2 separate regions of the Mus musculus genome follow, and region 1 is linked to region 2. Evidence: chromatin contacts called from public Hi-C data. All regions are on one chromosome and are shown on one strand. The core of a region is the stretch at or near the end of the contact, and the rest is flanking DNA. Distances in the headings are between cores, read along the strand shown. Region 1 has its middle 9.0 kb from the start of Mef2c. Region 2 has its middle 89 kb from the start of Gm33073.

Evidence for each region. A called contact is a pair of places that touch in the nucleus more often than the background predicts.
Region 1: a Hi-C map of myocytes shows a contact between it and region 2, with 2.5 times the contacts expected there. The contact joins two enhancer-like sites. A contact is called at or near these places in 7 of 39 promoter capture datasets (the C10 cell line, embryonic stem cells, hematopoietic stem and progenitor cells and 4 more), 1 of 15 datasets of contacts at CTCF or cohesin (pro-B cells), 1 of 484 Hi-C or Micro-C datasets (myocytes), 2 of 115 datasets of contacts at active chromatin or transcription factors (both in the 230-238 cell line) and 1 of 9 other capture datasets (embryonic tail).

Annotation. Positions count from the first base shown.
Region 1 is chr13:83,512,691-83,518,844 of GRCm38.p6, reverse strand. It overlaps a transcript of Mef2c not described here. Among named protein-coding and RNA genes, the nearest start is that of Mef2c, 9.0 kb to the left of the region's middle. Within about 2 kb of position 3,589, at least 2 of the 459 cell types and tissues checked have an H3K27ac peak or open chromatin away from gene starts, as enhancers often do. A contact at or near this core is called in myocytes, where this site is marked.
Region 2 is chr13:83,206,319-83,212,350 of GRCm38.p6, reverse strand. No RefSeq gene overlaps it. Among named protein-coding and RNA genes, the nearest start is that of Gm33073, 89 kb to the right of the region's middle. Within about 2 kb of position 4,535, at least 10 of the 459 cell types and tissues checked have an H3K27ac peak or open chromatin away from gene starts, as enhancers often do. A contact at or near this core is called in myocytes, where this site is marked.

The sequences.
Region 1 (6,154 bases), core at 2,340-4,839, 310 kb before region 2:
CGTAGATTTCTCCCTTTAACCCTTTCTTCTAGAGACCTTACTAGGTCCGTGCTCTTTTCATTTTAACAGATCGTAACCAGGGGATGCGATGGAAGTTTGGGGTTAAAATTTTCCTCTGGCATTTGGTACCCACTTCTTTGTTTGTGAAGCAGAGGGGCTGGGATTCAGTCCGCAGGGCCCCATAAAGAGCAGACAAGGGACGCCTCTGGTTTCAGCAGCTCACTCGACTGAGTTATTGATTGCAGGCAGAAGCAATCCCTCTGTCTGATTTGTGTTGAAAGCTGACCCGCTGGCTGGGCGGACTGGAGAGGCACAACGGCTGCAACGTCACCCAATTACTGCTGGTCCTCCCCTCCGACATGGCTCTCCCCTCCTATCTGCTCTTCTCCGTGGGTCGCAACTTCCTCCCACCCACTTTTCTCCGGCAGACGGAGCTGAGGGGGTGGGGACTCTTTCCCCGGCTAGTTTCTAGAGCTCCCAGGCTGCTAGTGTGTGTGTGTGTGTGTGTGTGTGTGTGTGTGTGTGTGTGTGTGTGTGTGTTGAGGGTAGAAGGGGGGGCGCTGCGTGTGCCACGTGAGTGAGCCCCGGGACGGGCGGAGGAGGCCAGAACTGCCAGAGCGGGCCTGGGTTCACAAGGGTTGGGCATGATGTCTTCAACAGCGGGACAGGAAAGGGTGTGCCGGCATGCTTTCGGCTGGAGAGTCTTGGTTTGGGAGAAAGAGACTGGTGGTGTGCTGATAAAGATGGAGCGTGATGGGCTCCAGAGAATGGAGGAGGGCTCAAAGGCAGTGGGTGTGCTTTGGAAACGCGCGGTGGTGGCGCTGGTGGAGTTTCTAGGAGGGTCTGTTTTTTAGGATCCCAAGAACATTTCTTCCCAGGAACTGGAGATGAGCTTTGAGAAATCTCCATAAACATGGGGGGGGGGGGGAGGGGCGGGGTCTGGAAAAGGAACCCATCACCCACACAGCTCACAAAGTGCTGGCATGAGGTCTGTGAGGTCTGCGTTTCTGGCTACCTGGTGCATCATAAGCACTTTGCAATCAGGAAGAAAAAGAGGGTCTTTGGGCAGGTCCAAACTCCCTGTCCTATAGCATCCTGGATTTGTAACAAATCTTATAGACTAATAGGAAAAGAATCATGGCCCCAAATTAGCTTTAAACTCTAATTAAGCCCCTAGGTTCTCAGAAATATTTTTAAAACCTTAAAGCCAACCACTAACTCCAGAAGGTAAGCTACCTCTGTGAGTATATGCAGGTCATGGTATATTAAAGATCACAAAGTAGAAAGAGAACTAGGATGCTAAGGAAAATTCACAGCAAACCCGAATGAGAAGACTTTCTTTCCTCTTGCACAACTTTCTTTTGTTACCACTTGGAAACAGTGTTGGGATATTGTGCAAAAATAACCATCAGGAGATGCAGAATCTTGTGAGGTTCTTTGCTTGTCTAGGGTGCTGAACCAAAGAGAGCAAGTGTAGTAGAGAGGATACATCAATGGTTTAGACCACAGGGCTCTACACCTCTAACCCAAAGAAAGATGTGTGTTCCCTACAAATAGGATAGATGCTAGACTAACACTTGGCCTTCCAAGTTAATCAAAACTAAAAAAAAAAATTATTCCTTCAATCACATTGTCCATATTTTAACTGCTAAATAGGCCTGTGTGGGTAGTGGGACCTCTGAGGTAGGCATAAAAATATGCCTTTTATTACATGGAGTCATTCTGCCATAGTTTTAAGGGAAAATATTCGCTTAAAACTGCATTATGTTATGTTGATAACAGGCAGATTTCTAGGATAGTCTGCATTTCTAAGGAAGTATATTACATCACATTGGCAGCAACGTGAAAAGTTTTAAAGTCTGAATTTTAGTGTCTTGCCTGCTGAGAAAGATACTGGGAAATACCCAGTCCATGTACCTTTTTGTTGCTTTTAAATAAGGAAGGTGGGTCAAACTCAGAAGGCCTAAGTGATCCACATCTCTAAAATTGGAACGAAGCTTAAGTCTTCTGATGGGTTCAGTATCTTTTCTGTTGACCAGGACATCTTGGCTGGCTTGGCCAGGGAAACTGACTGTACTAGAAGGTGCCTTGATAGCTTTTAGGTAGTTTTTTTTTTTGTTTTTGTTTTTGTTTTTTTTTAAGAGAGAATGCCTCTAAGCATTCACCCTAGAGAAAAATGCATTTCATAAAGGATAAGCTGCATGAGGACTAACACTGTCTCCCAAACCTAACCTGCACGATTGATAGTGTCAGACAGCCACATAATGCTTTTGCAAAGAGAACAATTGAGATATAATACTGTGTTTACTTGTACTTAAAACTTATGCAGAACTAGCATTATGCTTTTAAAATAAATGGTAAGCAATATAAAAGTAAAAGAAAAAGGTGTTATCTGAGGTGAGACTTGCTAGCCAACTATAATCCTCCTCACATTTGGTAAAATTATCTCATTCACTGACTTCACAAAGGAGGGATTTGGTCTGAAATGTTAACAATGTAAATAATGAAATTACAACTAATACTACATAAGATGGGTAATAAACAACCAGTGCTATCAGATTTTAGACTGAGCATAAACTTTGGGACTTCAATAGGTTGCTAGGGGATTCATTTTGCTGTATCTGTTCTTTACAATTTTCATTGTTAGCTCATGTGAATGTTCATATTAATTCTGCCCATTTATGGTACATTTATGGTAATTAACCCTTAATGAAGATGATCTCTGTTCACATCAACATATTCACTGATGGAAAATAATGCTAAAATGATCATTCTTTTGAACATTGGACTGATCCATATTTGAGCTAATATCTATGTCTCATGTCAATTTACCGTTTGCTCATGTTTGAAAGGATTCTTGGCATACTACCTGAAATCTAAGATGCTATATGAAAATGCCTCAGTGCTCTGCAGACAATGAAAGTCTCAGCTTCTCCATAGCTGTTCAGCTTCTCCATAGCCTACAAGTGAAAAGGCTGATGGGACTCTGAAGTGAATATAGCCAAACATCAACTGAGGGAACACAGGCTAACTGATCACTCACACCCCAAGCTTCTTGCTCGGTGACTTGGTTTCCTCAGGTATACTCCACATGTGGACTCTAGTGTGATATCATCCATGCTTTGCTATGAGGAATGAATGAGCTGCTTGACAAGGAACAGGGCTGAGAAAACAAACTGCAGTAATTCTGTGAGAACAATTCTCACTTCCACACTTCCAAGTCCCTACTCACTCCTGCAGTGGTTGTCATAGAAAAGTAAGTGGGTCATCAGAGACTTGAGGATTGATTCAGGATGGGGACAGGTCTGAAATTTTACCTTTGAAGAATTGGAAATCTCTCTAGACTTAAAATCCTGTTTTCCTGGGTCAGGTTGACTTTTTCACAGGTGTGTGGTCTCCAGGCTACTTTTAGCCCTCGTGGCGGCTGCTCTCTGCTTGTTAGCTGCCTTGTGGCTGAAAACGCACCAGATGCTCCAAGCCCATCCTTTTCACCCCAGTTGACCTTTGGAATGCAGTTGTCGGCCAAGAAGACACTGATATCCCCAGTCTCCTGCTAGCAGATTCTTTAGGGCAGTGGCTGCTCAGATAGTCTCCTGATGTCATTGCAAATGTCTGATGGCCATCTATGGCAACTAGACTGGGCACAGGCCTCCTGGGAAGGGGGAACTCATGGAATGCCTAATGTAGCATTCTGTTCAAGAAGGATCTAAGGGCAGTACTCTGTTCTGCTGCATGTGTGCTAGATATCACTTCTGCATTACACTATACAATATGAAAAACATGGCCTCTCTGGACTGTTAGTAATGTCTGGAGTGGGACACTCATTTGTCTATTGGTATAAGTATATATTACAGAAAAACCCGAATCAGTACATTAAAGAATTTTTTATGAAGTGTTCATGGTAACATTTTTATTAAGAGAAAAGGAGTCTAGAAAGAAGGGGCTAGCATGACAAACTGTGTTCCCTCTACCTTTTAATGTAATTTTGAATGATTATTATATTTATAAATGAGAGTATATATTCTTTTAAAATATCTTATTTATAACCTAAAAATTTAAGTTAAGCAGAGTAATTTAAGAAACTTAAATTTTTTGTTAAGATAGAAAGAAATATGCAAAATATCTGCTTCCAATAGGTGTTAGTTCTATGTAGATTGTACATAGGTATATACATAATTATCCTAATATTCTCACTTCCTAGAAAGAAGGACATTTTTGATCGTTTTGGATGAAAGTTTCCTAAATATTTTTGGAATACGGTGATAATAAAGGCTAAAATGTCAACAACAGAAAGAAAATAAATGTAAATCAGTGGCTAACAACAGTCTTCTTGCTGGTTTCGTCTTTGAGCCAAAGACCCAAACCAATAGATTTGACTCGCCTTTGCTCTATTTATATTTGAGTCTTTCAAAGCAATTATATTTATAATCTAGGTGTAATACTTGAGATATATACTGAAAAATTCAATATTTTTAGTATGTATATAAAATACTTCTCATTTTTATGACCACTTGCTACATTTTAGATTGCACCAATTACTCTATAAATGTTATTACTTTTATCCAGACTACAGCCTTTTTAAATGCTTTTATTATTATCTCTATCTGATAGATTTTAAGAACAAAAATGTAAACTAATGCCTTACTTTGTCTGCTCAGATAGTCCATAAATGTCAAAGGACATGAAACCAGGCTTATTCACTTCCAAAACTCTGTTCTTAACTATGATACTTTTGGAAAATCAAATTCAGCAGGGATTGATATAATCACACAACTGGAATAACTTCTGAAAAATACATCTATTCACAGGTTATCTGCTTCACAGTGGCTACTCCCAGGCACTAGTCACTCACAGGTATTTTTGCTTGAGTCCCTTAGAGGTCTCCTTAGAAATTTGCTTTGTATTCTTTAGAAGCATCTCTGTGCTAAAGAATCAGTGTTGTTATTGTTGACTTTTGTTGTTGTTGTTGTTAAAAGTAAATCTAAAGCACATGTTTTAAATAAGGTGAAAACGAGGATTTGATCATAAAGCATCAAATGTTTGACATTTGGACAATAAGCAGACATTGAACTACAGATAGAAAAGAACAATTTCAAGCTTCTTTCTGGAAGGAATGTATAGCCTTTGAAGACAGAGGTTTGATGTGCAGCATTGGCCAAGTCTGGAAGTCAGTGCTACTAATCGATAGGTATATAGGAGATAGGATAGGAGAGGTATATAGGAGATAGGATAGGAGAGAGCCAAAGGCAGAGAAAGGTAAACCTGACAGGAGATTAGAACCCAGATTTACCAGAGAAGATGGACCTAGCCCTAACAGTTTGCTGAAAGAAGGATATGAAATTTTATTTTTGCCTGGCCTATAGAAAATGTCCAATAAAGTATTCCACATTTTTATTTCATCTTCAACTGTCTCTCATGCCCCTTAGAAACATATTACTACCAGGTACTTAATGATATTTAAAACATGTACTCTTTTCTCTCAGGTTTTGTACTTTAACTATGTCATTTCATGATTTCATTTGATATTTAAAATAAAATATATTTATGCTAGTATGTTGATTAAATCAGCACATATTACACTAAGATAATTCATATTTTATGGGTGGTAATATTAGCCTTGTCAGTGCTCTGGAGAATATAATTTTCTTTTATATTCATACTAGGTTTTATCAGATTCACATAAGTGAGGATAATGCTTACCTAGAGTAAGGATCGATGATTGTGTATTTTGGTTATCTCAGAAACCTTGTTAAGTTGCTTAATGAGTGAATAACATTGCATTTGGACTTAGGAGTCTGCACATAAGTGCACAGGATGAGTCATTTTCTACAACTCTGAGATTTTTGGCTCCTATGAAGTCAGAGATCTCCCCTGTGTCCCAATAGCCATGTGATGTCACTGAGACTTGTCTGGCAGTCGTGTAACATCACCAAGGCTTGCCCACTTATGCCCTTCCCTTCATTCACGTTCAACTTGCCCTTCTTTCACCTTGGACCGCTCATCTCACCCAGTAGCACTTTTAAAATCAATAACAGCTCCATTGTGAGTGTCTCTACTTCTTTTTGCCTTCTACTGATGTGACTTACAAGGTCCTTTCATCCTCAGCAGCCGGGTAAGCCCCAGAATTCCCATGGATTATATTTTATCAGAATCT
Region 2 (6,032 bases), core at 3,286-5,785:
TAGTTGTGGATCTCTTTCAGCATTATCCTGTAAGGAAGGCTGTTGAGCTTGACTCCACACAATAATCTGAAAGAGAAGCACAATACCAATGGACCGATAATGAAGAAGATGGGCACCAAGTGTTTTCTGGGTGTATGACTAATACTTCTATGGGTAGCATGTTCCGTGGGGTATTGGTATCAGTGCTCTTTTATAGAGAGATCATAAAATACATGTGCTACTCTCAGAAGTCAGACAAAAGTTTTCTTGGTATAAAGTAGACTATGTCAGGCCAAATATCTGCTCAATAGACAAAAATGTTCCCCCATTTTATTTATAGTAAAGGATCAAGTTCTGTCCTCAGCAAGGAGCTGAGAGCTTTCCCGTAAGTCCACATTCTTCTCCCCAGCCTACATGATTTGCAGTGTTCCTGTCTTAACTTTGGGACAACTCGGATGCCCTCGATGTTTCTAGACCACATTATGTACATTATGTCTCAGAGTCCACACTTGCTTAGTGGCATTTTCTTTAACAACTGCTATGTTGAGCTCTCTTGACTGCTTTGAATCTCTGTAAGAGTCTCACAACCTTAATTATGTTCAGCCTTTTCCATTCTACTCATTTTGCACTACCAATGGTCTTCAGAAAATATTTAGTTCACTCTACTTGGTCCTTATATTAATGATTTGTGTTCTGATTCCCTCAAGAAATCTATATATCTCTTCTGCTCTTAGAGTGCCTAGGACTGTACCCAATACATAGTTAACACTCAAAAGGCATTTTTTGTTCAATGAGAACAAGGAGATTCTGTGTAGTTCTTATGTTGAAACATTATTCAACAAAATTGAATAATTGTATTTTATTTTGTCATATGTAGCTGTCAATATAAAAAGAAAAATATTCAAATTTTTAAAAATTAGATATAGTTTTATTGGAGTAAGTCATAGGTTGAATAATAGCCCCCATTCTTGTCTTATTTAAACTTAATGAAGTGTAAAATAGGATATGTATATTTACCCGATAATATTGTGTATTTGACATTGACATGGATCACAGCATTTAGATTTCATGGTTTCTTTGCAGAGTACACTAACTGTAAGACTCACTGAATATCAATGAAATGTCTTACATTTGTATCTATTGATTGGACTCTAGTTGTCTTCAGTCAAGTGCTATCTACTACCAATAATTAACCATCCGTTTCTATTTGAGAATTATAAAATAAAAATATAACTAAAGGAACATAATGCAGAAGGCATGATAGTTTGAACTTAGATATGACACCGCTTTGAAGCTTCCCAACCTTAAACATTTTGCTATACTGCGGTATTGGTTGTACATAAGTAGGACAAAAAATGTCAAGCAAGTATGGGCATATGTTGTGATGAAAATGAAACATGGGGAAAATTGTTTACCTTCTGTGTATTTTTATAGAATTATGTGTGACTGAAATTGTGTTTCTTCCATGGCATGTCCTCATAATTAAATATGAATAACACCTAATGAAGATGAAACCAACAACCAACCATGCTGTGGATATTGTAGTTAGCACGTCATGTGCCTGCAAATCTTCACTGGCATAAAAAGCAAACAAACAAACAACAACAAAACAACAAAAAATAGTATGGTCAAATTTACTCACCAACTTCAATAAAAAGTATAGCATTTATGAATTCTCTGTCTCTGTCAATGTCTCTCCCACCCTCCCTTTCTTCTTCCTTCTGTCTGCCTGTGTGTGTGAGAGTGTACATATAATTGAAAAGAAAGTTTTATTTTCCTTGAATGATCTTTGACTTGCATGATTTTAAAGATGGTGGAGAACATTCTTTAGATACAGGGTATGCATACGATTGAAACTGTGCATTAATCCGAAGTATAATGAGATTGCATCATACGTGTTCTTGAGAAGAGTATCACACCATAAAGTCCATTTCTCCACTGTGGTCCCTTGACATTGCTTCGTCTGAATAACTGCACCCAACAATTCTGATACAGTAAGAAGAGCAGGGGACTTTCTTTGGCCATGTAATACGCTATCTAAAGAACAGATTATTAATTTTCTTCATCATTTTTTTAGCACTTAGCTGTCAGTTCTGTCTAGAAGATATGAAAATGGGAGGAACCTCAGGGCAGCATTGTTAGTGTGCTGCAGGGAGACATCTGTGGAAATTCTTTCTGGAGTATTACCCTGCACACTAACTCTGTGCCATACCCAACCAATCTCTACGTCCTTGGCCTGCTTCTTCTACACATAATTAATATCATCTACAGATCCACTATTATTTATGCTTAGTGTACATTATTTGTTGGAGATTTTAATTTAATAGGGGAATCTGCCATGTTTATTGTCATATCCAGGGTCTAGTGTTGTACCTGACATATAGTAAACATTCAATAAATCTTTTCTTGCATAAACAAATCAACAATTCTACACTTTCTTCAAACCTAATTGGCTTAAGTATAGCAAAAATTTATTTTCTAAATTGTCTTTTATTGTAGACTATAAGATGCTTTAGAACATTGAATGTAGATTTCCAAACAGTAAATTCAGAAAATGTAATGCAAATAACATATGGACTGAACAATTTATATTTAGGAATATGTATATATTATATAGGAATACAGATATATATGTCTCTATATACACATATATGTATTAAACATTTATGAATGAAACACAATAAAGAGACCATGAATTGAAAAAGAGAGACAAAAAGTATATGGGATGTGGAGGAAGGAAGGGAATAGAGAAATGTAATTATATTTTCTCCAAAACTAATAAATAAATAAATAGAATAACTTGGGGGAAACAATTTTTAGCTGATATTCTGTTTCATAAAATTTCTGAAAAAGGGTGATAGCGCAAATTTACAAAACTTTCTTAGTCTCAATTAAGCCTAGCCGTTACTAAATATTGTTTTAATGTTATAGGGAGGTAATAAGGCAGATCACTCTTCAGCTTGGAGCTATGGATATAAAAATCATTTTTGACGACAGGCTTACAAAGCAATCTGTTTAAACAATGACTGAGGGAGACTTCCCTTTAGGGCTGAGTGCCTTTTCCTCTGTCTCTCTGGGAGGTTAGCTGTTCATTCCCCACAGTCTTCCTGGCACTTTCTGCATTCATTCATTAGCACTTCCAGTACTGTGTGGTAATGAGTCATTGGTAGTTAGATCTCACTTCTGGATTATGGGTCAATGAGATCCAGGTCTAAATGAAAACATTTTTCCCAACTTAACCAATGGCCTCATACATAGTGAACTTTTAATATTTGCTGGCTACAAAAATTAAAGCCCTGGATTAGTCTCCATGGCAGCCTTGCAGAGTCTTCTTTTTGTGCACACTCTCCTTCACGTGTTCCTCTCACAAAGGAAGTGGTTAGAAATGGGTGGTACCTAATATCTAGCTTCTTATAGATTGATACTCACAGAATACAGATACAGCTGTATGTGTGAATATTATTTAATTTCTCCAAATTTAAATTCACTTTAAGGTTTATATTTCTCTTCTTTTCTTCCCGCCCCTCCCCTCCGATCCCATCCCCTCCCCTCCCCTTCCCCTTTCTCTTCTCTTCCCTTCCCTTCCCTTCCCTTCCCTTCCCTTCCCTTCCCTTCCCTTCCCTTCCCTTCCCTTCCCTTCCCTTCCCTTCCCTTCCCTTCCTTCTTTCCTCTCCTTTTCCTTCCCCTCTCTCTCTTTCTTTCTTTCCTGAAAAACTTTTCTTACCTCAAACTGAAGCAGAGCCAAAAAAGCAATAGGAAGCCTACCGTCCTCTTGTCTGTATTTACTCTGACAGAAATAGCACTGGACTTTTGTTATATGAGGTTTTCACATGATTTGAGGGGAAAAAGTTACAACCTGCTGCTTGGTTTAAACAGTAATGGCAAAAACTAAAAATAAACAAGATTCCAAATGTGTATATGGAAATTAAAACACAATTTTGGGCAATTGCTGTAAAAACTTCCACTCTCTTTATACACCTTTAAACTTAGCCCCAGCCAGTTCTGCCCACAAAGGCGACGGTTAACTGATAGGTCTACTCTGTGAAAGGCCTCTTCCAGGGGCCACATCTTGAGGAGTTTGGGGGAAGGGAAGTGTGTGGTTCTCTCTAAATCTCATCCAGAACGTCTCTCCCCATCTGACCCTGGAAATTGCTGCAATTTTGGCTTCCTGTGGTATGCAGTTAAAAAAGAAAAAACTAAATAAGAAATGGTACAAATACACTTTACCAGCGAAGGTAGGTCATAAACTCACTGTGCTTCGGCTGGCTACATATCGAAAAACAGCCCAATTCAGTCATTGCCAGGCATCAACCATTCAGATTCCTTGAAAATTATTCAACAACCAGGCCTACTTTTATAAATGAACACACATAAGAACATGCATATACAAATTATAAAGTACGTATAAGCAATTCTCTTAAAAGTAAGAGAAAACTACATTTATTATAAGACATTATTTAGGAAATGTCTTCTCTTGAGACACCCTGACTGAGGTTGGAGAAAGGCAGTGTGGAGAGGAAGACCCTGGCGAGGGAAGCAGTGTGCGTAGGTTGCCATAAAAAGAAAGGTCACTGTGAATCAGCCAGCTAAGTAGCCTGAACTAAGAATATCCCAGGGCTGCCTGTTGGACTAAGATGGCTTTGATGAAAAATGACAAAAGAGATTGACAGGGGCATGTGAACCCTTGCAGCTGTCCCATCTCAGGCATTCTTCCGCAGGGTGGCTACTACTTGGATTTTACCGACAGCAGCCATTTAAAGAAGTGGACACCATGTCAAATTCACCTTAGAATGCAGTTGGCAATAGAGGATCCATTTGATCAGCATTTGTAGACTCTAACCACTTCACTATTTGCACTGGCCTCTTATGATGGCCGCTAATTTCCCTTATTATCTTCTATTGATCTAGTAGTTCATTATTTACCTTAATCTAAGAACTGTTTCCAAAGTTCAAGATCTTTAAATATTTCACTGCTTAAAACCCAGTATTAATGTAAAACGGTGCAATATAAATTGAAAACCCTTGATTTAAATACGTTGTATTTTTTATTTAATTGTCAAAATACATTTATCTATTAATGATAACAAGTTGTTTGAAAATTTGATATACAAATGTGGTAATTGCTAAATGAAGCTGACTACGATACACATTATTAATAACATGAAGTGAGGTATCTCCTGGATGATATTGGGGTACTCTTAGGCAGTCTATAGGTCCCGAGGGAACCTATCTTGCCATGTCGAGTAACTGCATTAAAACTATATATAATTAAATGCCAAGTGTGATGGTGCATGCCCTTAATCCCAGCACTGAGTTTGAGGCTAGCCTTGTCTACCTGAGGAATTCAGAACATCCATAGCTACATAGCACAGAGACCACTCCTCAAACAAACAAACATCTATCCATATTATGTATACTTTATGTAAGCTGATAACTAATATCTTTTTCTGTGATTCTTTCACACAGCCTTACTGTCCTTTGTTCCTCCCTTGTTGGTCTTCCTCTGTACTAGCCTCTAATTCCTGTTTCTAACTAACACCTCCCACGCTTCCCCTCCCTCTCAGAGCAGCTGTCTTGCTATCCCCACAGGTGGTGTGTGTTTTCTTTGTCTAATATCAGGTGCCTCTGTAATTTAAATTTAAAACTGATATGTCAATCCCTCCAGCATTACTCTTTTTGGTCAGTATTGCTATAGCTATCTGGAGGTTTCCAAGCTTCCAAATGAAGGTTAAAATATTTTGCTCTATTTCTCTGAAGAATGTTGTGAAATTTTAATTGGAATTGAATTGAATCCATTCTATTCTTTTTGTAGGTCAAATATTTTCGCAATGTTAAGTCTTCCAACACATGAGTGTAAGAGATCTTTCCATCTTCTATGACTTCTTCAACTTCTTTCTTCAAAAATTAAATTGTTTCACTGTATTTCAACTCCTTGTTCAGGCTTATTCCCGGTTATTTTGTGAGGCTACTATAAATGAAAGTATTTCCATTATGCTCTTTTTAGATTAGTACATAAAAAGGCTACTAAATTTTGTACTTAATTTTTCTATTCT